2 separate regions of the Mus musculus genome follow, and region 2 is linked to region 1. Evidence: chromatin contacts called from public Hi-C data. All regions are on one chromosome and are shown on one strand. Each heading gives the region's core, a stretch centred on a gene start, on an enhancer-like site or on the middle of the called end of the contact. The rest is flanking DNA. Distances are from core to core; before and after follow the strand shown.

Region 1 (3,318 bases), core at 565-3,064:
ACCTCCACATACAATGTGTGTGTGTGTGTATGTGTGTGTGTGTGTGTGTGTGTGTGTGTGTGTTGGTCAGTCTGTCTGTTTGTCTGTCTGTATCTATGTGTCCATACAAAGTGTTTTAATTTTTCTTATTGCTGAGATAAAATACCCCAACCAAAGCAGGTTCCAGGAGGAATCTCTTCCAACTCATTGTTTCAGTGTATAGCCCTTCCTGGTGGGGAAGTCCCGGCACAGGAGCTGGAGGAAGCCACTCACACTGCGTCAACAATCCAGAAGCAGAGAATTATGATGTTGTGGTTCAGTTAGCTTCCTCCTGTTTATGCTGTCCAGGGCCCAAGCTCAGAGAACCTCCTTGGGGGTGGGTCTTCTTATGTCAATTAACCCAATCACAATACTCTCTCACAGGCATGCCCAGAGGCTAACCTAATCTAAATGACCCCACCCCACCACTATCCCACCATCCCTCATCTCATAGATGACTCCAGGTCCTGCCAGGCTGGTGATCATATTAACCATCACAGGCACATAAATGCACTAAGTGACTACAGGTACAAGGGTTTCTATGGTTACAAGATGATGCTTACTTAGTGTCGCTCACAGCAGCACACAGAGAAATCCACAGACCACTGAAACCTGCATCTGTAGGAGGCTGGCAAGATGAACTTTAAATGGACGTGTGTGCCCTCCTTCAGAAGGGTAAATGGGAGCTGGAAAGATGGCTTTTAGGTTGACAATGCCTGCTGCACTTGTAGAGAACTTAGGTTTGTTTCCCAGAACCTACATAGCTGTTGACAACTGTCTGCAACTCCATTTCCAGGGGAGAGTGTACCGTCTTCTGGTCTCCGCAGGCACTGGGTGCAGGCAGTACCCAGACAGACAGACTGACAAACCTTTGTGCATGCAGTTTTAATGTTTTCCATTTTAAAAAGAATAAATCAGCTTAATATGAATTTATAGCAAAGATGACAACAGATGATTCAAGTGTAAATAGGCAGAGTAGTGTGTAAGCTGCATCACCAGTCATCGCCGTCAGCTGTGACGTCAGCTGTGACATCAGCCGTGACATCATCTTTATGCCCCCATCAACTAGGTACAAGGAAAAAAACACTCAGTAATGAGGGCTGCTTCCATGGGACAGAGTAACATGGAAGGGAATAGAGAAAGGGGGGGAGTTTTTCACTATTAACCTTTTCCATCTTTTAATTATGTTTTTATTCTGAACATAACATTCTTAATATGGAGAATACTTTCACAAACAAGAGGATGGTGTGAAATGTGTTTTATCTTCTCCATCCCCAGGAGCCAGTAGCTGTGTCGTCCCACGTGGTGACCATCTCCAGCCTCCTCCCAGCCACTGCCTACAACTGCAGTGTCACCAGCTTCAGCCACGACACTCCCAGTGTCCCTACATTCATAGCTGTCTCCACAATGGGTAATGATACAGACTGAGGCAATCTGGTCTTTTGAAGTTTCTTCATTATTTTTTTTTTAGTATTTCCTTCTCAATACATATAACTTGCCTTTTTGATGGAGTCAGTCTTCCTTTGAAAATACCCCAAGCTACAGGTTCAGGGAGCCCTTGACTCCTATCTCAAAGTGTGCTTGGCTAGAACATGTGACTTAGAAAAAGATTCGTATTGTCTTCAAGCATTTTTTTAAAAATGATATGTAAATATAGGATAAAAGAGTATGAATTTTAGATTTGGGCTATTTAGGTTCTTCCTATGTTCATGTTAATGGGTATAATCTTCTTGCCTGCATGGATGTCTGTGCACCGTGTACATGCCTGCTGCCATCCACCAGAGGGCAGAAGAGAGTATCAGATCCCCGGAACTGGAGCGAGATGGTAGCGAGCAAGCATGTGGGTGCTGAGAAACAAACCTGTACTTGGTGCAAAAAGCAGTTAGTGTTTTTAACCGCTGAATCGTCTCTCCAGCTTTAGCTTAATGTTCTTTAGAAAATTAGAAGTAAAAATACAGAAAGCCCTAAAAGTGTACACCAGACACAAAGGGCATCCGCCAAGAGAAATCACCAAGGTGATCCTTAGACTCCTCAACAGGGGTAGACACAGTCCTGACCAATGCACTCTCATCTGTACAGGCCCTTGGCTGGCCGTGGTCCAATAGCAGTTACCATTTCTACTTAAAATCAAAGCAAGAAAGCCGCTACTTCAGCCGTGCTAAAAGGCAAATGGGTGATTACTGTGGGGTCTGGAACAGGGCTTCTTGTTCCTTTCCTGTGGTATAGCGTGTTCATTGTTTGCAGCAGGAATTCTAGACCCTTTGTGAAGACCCTGTGCAGACAGCCACTCTCAGGAATGCTGTGTCCCTTTAAATGGATTTGCCTTTGTGTCTGCAAACCAGCTGCAGGCTTATGGCTGATACACTGAGGAGTAGTGCCAGCTCTGCTTTGTTTTGCTTTTGGCCTTTCTGTTGACTTTTCCTTTGTTAGAAAAAAAGACAGAAGTACACGTGGGCAATGTTTAACACTCCTTCATCTTACAACTCAGGACCCTTTCCTCCAGGGTTTTTGTTGGAGTGTTCTTATTTGCTTGTTTGGATGGTTTGGTTTGGTTTTTGATGAAGAGTAAAGTTGAGTTATGCTCTAACTACATAGTCCTGGCTAGCCTGGATCTCGTAGGAATCCCCCTGCATCATTCCTTCTGGAACTCATAGGGATCCTTCTGCATCATTCCTTCCCAAACTCACAGGGATCCTCCTGACTCATTCCTTCTTTCAAAAGCTGGAGCTAAAGTCGTTTGCCACCATGGGTGGCTTCTGTGACACTTTTTAAAATGCACTTTAATGCCTATGAATTCTTGTCTGTACCCTGGAAAACAAGAGCAACAGGTGACTTTTTTTGGTCCAGTTTACTTACAAGTGTAAACAAATAAGCTTGGGAGGTAAATATGGCTCCCCATGGAGCTGATGGCCTGTTCTTCTTTCTTCCCAGCACTCAGCCACAAACCTGAGTAGAGGTGACATATAGCAAGTACTTAAGGCCTTAAGGATTGGCTCTGTGGGGTTTTGAGATGGGTTAACAAGTAGCTCAGGCTAACTTCAAACTCACCATATAGTCCAAACATCCCCTATGACCCTAACCCTCCTACCTCAGCCTCCCAAGTGCTGGGGTGCGGGCATGTATCTCTTGCTTTCTGACCTCTAAAGGAGGGCATGTGTCTCCCCTGTCTCTCCTTGAAGACTTTTATAAAGACATTTTACAAGCCTATTTCCCTGTTTCACACAGGGTAAGTAGACCATTCATCAGAGAAGGTACACAAGAGCAACCCCACTCTTAAGAACTCTCTGACTTATTAATAGA
Region 2 (3,318 bases), core at 341-2,840, 280 kb after region 1:
TTAAGTTGAAGCAAAATTGAAGTCATACTTCGTGCAACAGGATAGGAATCTATTAGCATGTTATATTTTACTAGGTCTCAGGCATGTGGAAGTGAAAGGGCAGGAGGACTAATACGAACAAAGACATCAAAGAGAAACTAAGGGCGTCTCCCAGACACACTGGTTTAAGTAGTTGGATATTTTATTTGTTTGGGTTTGGGTTTTTGTTGTTGTTTGTTCTTATTTTTGTTTTTGAGACAGGGACTCATACCTCAGACTGACCTCGAACTTGTTCTATAGTTGGATGAACTTGAACTCTTAATCTGCCTTCTTCTACCTTCTGAGTTCAGGAGACAAAGGCCACCTGGCCCTGTGATTCGTAGAGTCGTTTTGTTTCCCAGCATCTTACTCAATACAAGTAAACCCACTGGACCCGCATTATCTTCACACTCAAAGATAAACATTAGGAGATGAGGAATAAAATAATTATACAGTGAATGAGTGGGCAACAGCTTTGCACAAAGGCAATTTGTCACAGAGGTGATGCTTATGGTGATGGCAGTGGTAGCAGTGGTGATGGTGGTGGTGGTCGTTGTTGTTATTGGTGTTGGTGATGGCGGTGATGGTGGTGATGATGGTGGTGGTGATGGTGGAGGGGGTGGTGATGATGATGGTGGTGATATTGTTGTTGTTATTGGTGGTGGTGATGATGGTGGTGGTATTGTAGGATATAACATAACTCCTCACTCATCATCTGCACAAGATAAACAAGAAGTCCCGAGTAACCAACTAGCAGGACAACAGATGTCTAATGTGTGTCAGGGTATGCACCAGGTGAAATCTAACCTCTTAGCTAACCTACCTTTCCTTTGCAGACTCTGATGGATTCGGGAACTCTCCTTGTTGGTCCACAGGTTCTATCAATTGCATGTTCTTCCCTGGTATCCTGAAGAATGGAGCATGGTGGGCTTTTCTATGTTAAGCATCCAGACTCTCTTCTCACTACCCTGAAGCTGCCACAACTGCCAACTTCATCTTTTCTCCCAGTTTCTCTTCCTGCTGCGACTGCTCTTCCTCACACTATGCCCCTGTGCTCCGCTCTCTGCTGAGTGGATTTGAGGGGCACTGTGCCATTGGTGGTCTGTCCCCCATGAGTGGATTTGAGCCACAGTCTGGGCCCTGCATTGCATCAACCCAATAGTGTGACAACTATTTGACAGACACACAGACAGGGAGGGAGCTGGGGTATTACAGTGTTCAGGAGGGAAGAAGGAAGTGTGTTTTCAATAAAGTAGAATTTGCCTGGAGCCTTGCAAAAGGGTAGAGGAAGTAGATTTTGAAAGGCGGAGAAGTTTTATAAAGTAAAGCTTTGTGGGTTTGAATAGAGATGTCAGCTATGGAATTACAAAATGTGTTTGCCAGTCACACAATAGAGCTATTTAGCAGGTGATAAGGATTCCTGCCAAGGACCAGTGACATGTTTTGTCTTGCAGCTAAATATTTCTTTACATTCTATAACAGGAAGGGGAGAAGTGACATCTACAATAGCCTTTTGTGAAGCTGGAACACTTCCTCTTTCTCCCCTGTTGAAGGCGTTGAGCGAGGATTATCTTCAGCATATGCTGAGAGAACTCGTGGCTCTCTGCGCAGCTTTTCACACAGTAGGAGACACTCGTTTCAGTAGAGGAACCAGCTTAAGGAGGTTTTATCTCAGCCATTCAGGATTCTCTTGGTAGGCTAGTGCCTGGGCTCTGGAAGCCAGCAGAATCATCATTGGTCGATACAGCCTTAGTGAGAAATTAAACAAAAAGTATGTCCTTAACTTTGGAAAGCTTAGTCCCAGGTGAGCTGGTGGTAATAACTGAGAGGCAGAGCCTCCTGGAAGGCTTCAAGTGCAGGGAATAGTGTGGTCAGCATTGTTTCCTTTCTGCTCTTTCACTTTATGTCCACTAGGTGATGTTCCATCATGATGTGCCACACCACCTTATGCTCCAAACAACAAAGTCAATGGTTCAAGGACTGCAACCACCAAAACTGTGAGCCAAGACAAAACCCTTCATAAGTTGATCATCTCAGGCACTCATCCTAGTAGCAGAAAGGCAACTAACCCTAAACTCCTTCATTCAGACATAGTTTCAGCAAGACATACACATTGGCAAGTCCAGGCTGAATTTCTGAGCTGAATTTTGGCAACCTTGTGCCATCGGCTTCTCTGGGTAGTGTACAACCTTCAGCGAAAATGCAAGAAGCTCTCCAGTTCGATAGACTAGACATGGATGCGAAAATACCTTCATCCTCCTTTCTCTCCAGCCTGAGATGAGACCAGTTATAGCTTCCAAAGACAATGAGGCCATTTGCTGATGCAATGGCATCTAAGCCTGGCTTCCCTCCATCCCCCATGCCTATATTTTCCCTCTTTTTCCTTGAGATTGTATTACTTTTAGCCTTGAGTGTTTAAAAAAAGATTGGGGCCATTTATTTAATGTCAGAATCAATACTGATCCCAGGGCTATGTACAGGATGGATTCCTGGTAGCAGTGCTTGCTGATGCTTTCAAGGGCTCAGGGAGCGTTTACAAGCATGGTTCTTCCTTCAGTTATAAAGGAGATACATTCAAGATGAACTAAACAGCCTAAGAGAAGCTCAGTTCCCTATTCTGAGCTCACAAGATGAACTTGTGTTTACTAGATAAAGAATTTATAGCTGGGAGAAGTAGACTTCTACTCTTAAGAATATCTAACCAGCTTTCAACCCACTTGTAATAGCTTGTAAAAGAAATTGCTATTAAAAATGCTGCAAAATGGTAAGGTCATAAATGAATGAATTACAACATTCAATTACTGGCTTTTTCGACTAATAATATTGCCCCATATGATATAACACCAGCTATAAATAGCCATTTAAAATGCTTTCTCTTGTCACACATAGTGAAATGTGGCTTTGCAAATGGGTCACTCAATAGAATGGAGCTATGTGTAAACCATGATTTTCCCCTCACAGCTCTATTGTAGAAGTTAAAAGAAATTGTTGATCCCAGAGTGCCTCAGAACAGATATACTTCAAAGACAAGAGGAAATATTTTATACTTTGTGACATTCTTGAGATAATGGGAAATTAATATTCTCTACCCTTGCCTTTGTGTTTATTTGTAACTATATGTTAGGATAGCTTCACTTTTTTAGTGTATAAAGGCTGGGGGAAAATCATTACTAAGGTTTTCCTTAAACTGACAAACAAAAAAAACTAGAAAATTAGAACTGGTATGAACATCTTGTCTGTGGTATTGGCCATCCCTCATGTGTCATTATTTTCCATATATTTCAAGCAAACAGTGTAATA

Evidence for each region. A called contact is a pair of places that touch in the nucleus more often than the background predicts.
Region 2: a Hi-C map of bone marrow-derived macrophages shows a contact between it and region 1, with 19 read pairs. The contact joins two enhancer-like sites. A contact is called at or near these places in 3 of 484 Hi-C or Micro-C datasets (the HPC-7 cell line, bone marrow-derived macrophages and hematopoietic stem and progenitor cells), 3 of 115 datasets of contacts at active chromatin or transcription factors (bone marrow-derived dendritic cells, bone marrow-derived macrophages and embryonic stem cells) and 5 of 9 other capture datasets (adipose tissue, embryonic stem cells, embryonic tail and 2 more).

Annotation. Positions count from the first base shown.
Region 1 is chr6:137,412,922-137,416,239 of GRCm38.p6, forward strand. Ptpro (protein tyrosine phosphatase, receptor type, O) reads left to right here. Exons shown (of 27, transcript NM_011216.3): 14 at 1,297-1,429. Among named protein-coding and RNA genes, the nearest start is that of Gm52924, 140 kb to the left of the region's middle. Within about 2 kb of position 1,815, at least 9 of the 459 cell types and tissues checked have an H3K27ac peak or open chromatin away from gene starts, as enhancers often do. A contact at or near this core is called in bone marrow-derived macrophages, where this site is marked.
Region 2 is chr6:137,695,456-137,698,773 of GRCm38.p6, forward strand. No RefSeq gene overlaps it. Among named protein-coding and RNA genes, the nearest start is that of Gm38915, 6.0 kb to the right of the region's middle. Within about 2 kb of position 1,591, at least 71 of the 459 cell types and tissues checked have an H3K27ac peak or open chromatin away from gene starts, as enhancers often do. A contact at or near this core is called in bone marrow-derived macrophages, where this site is marked.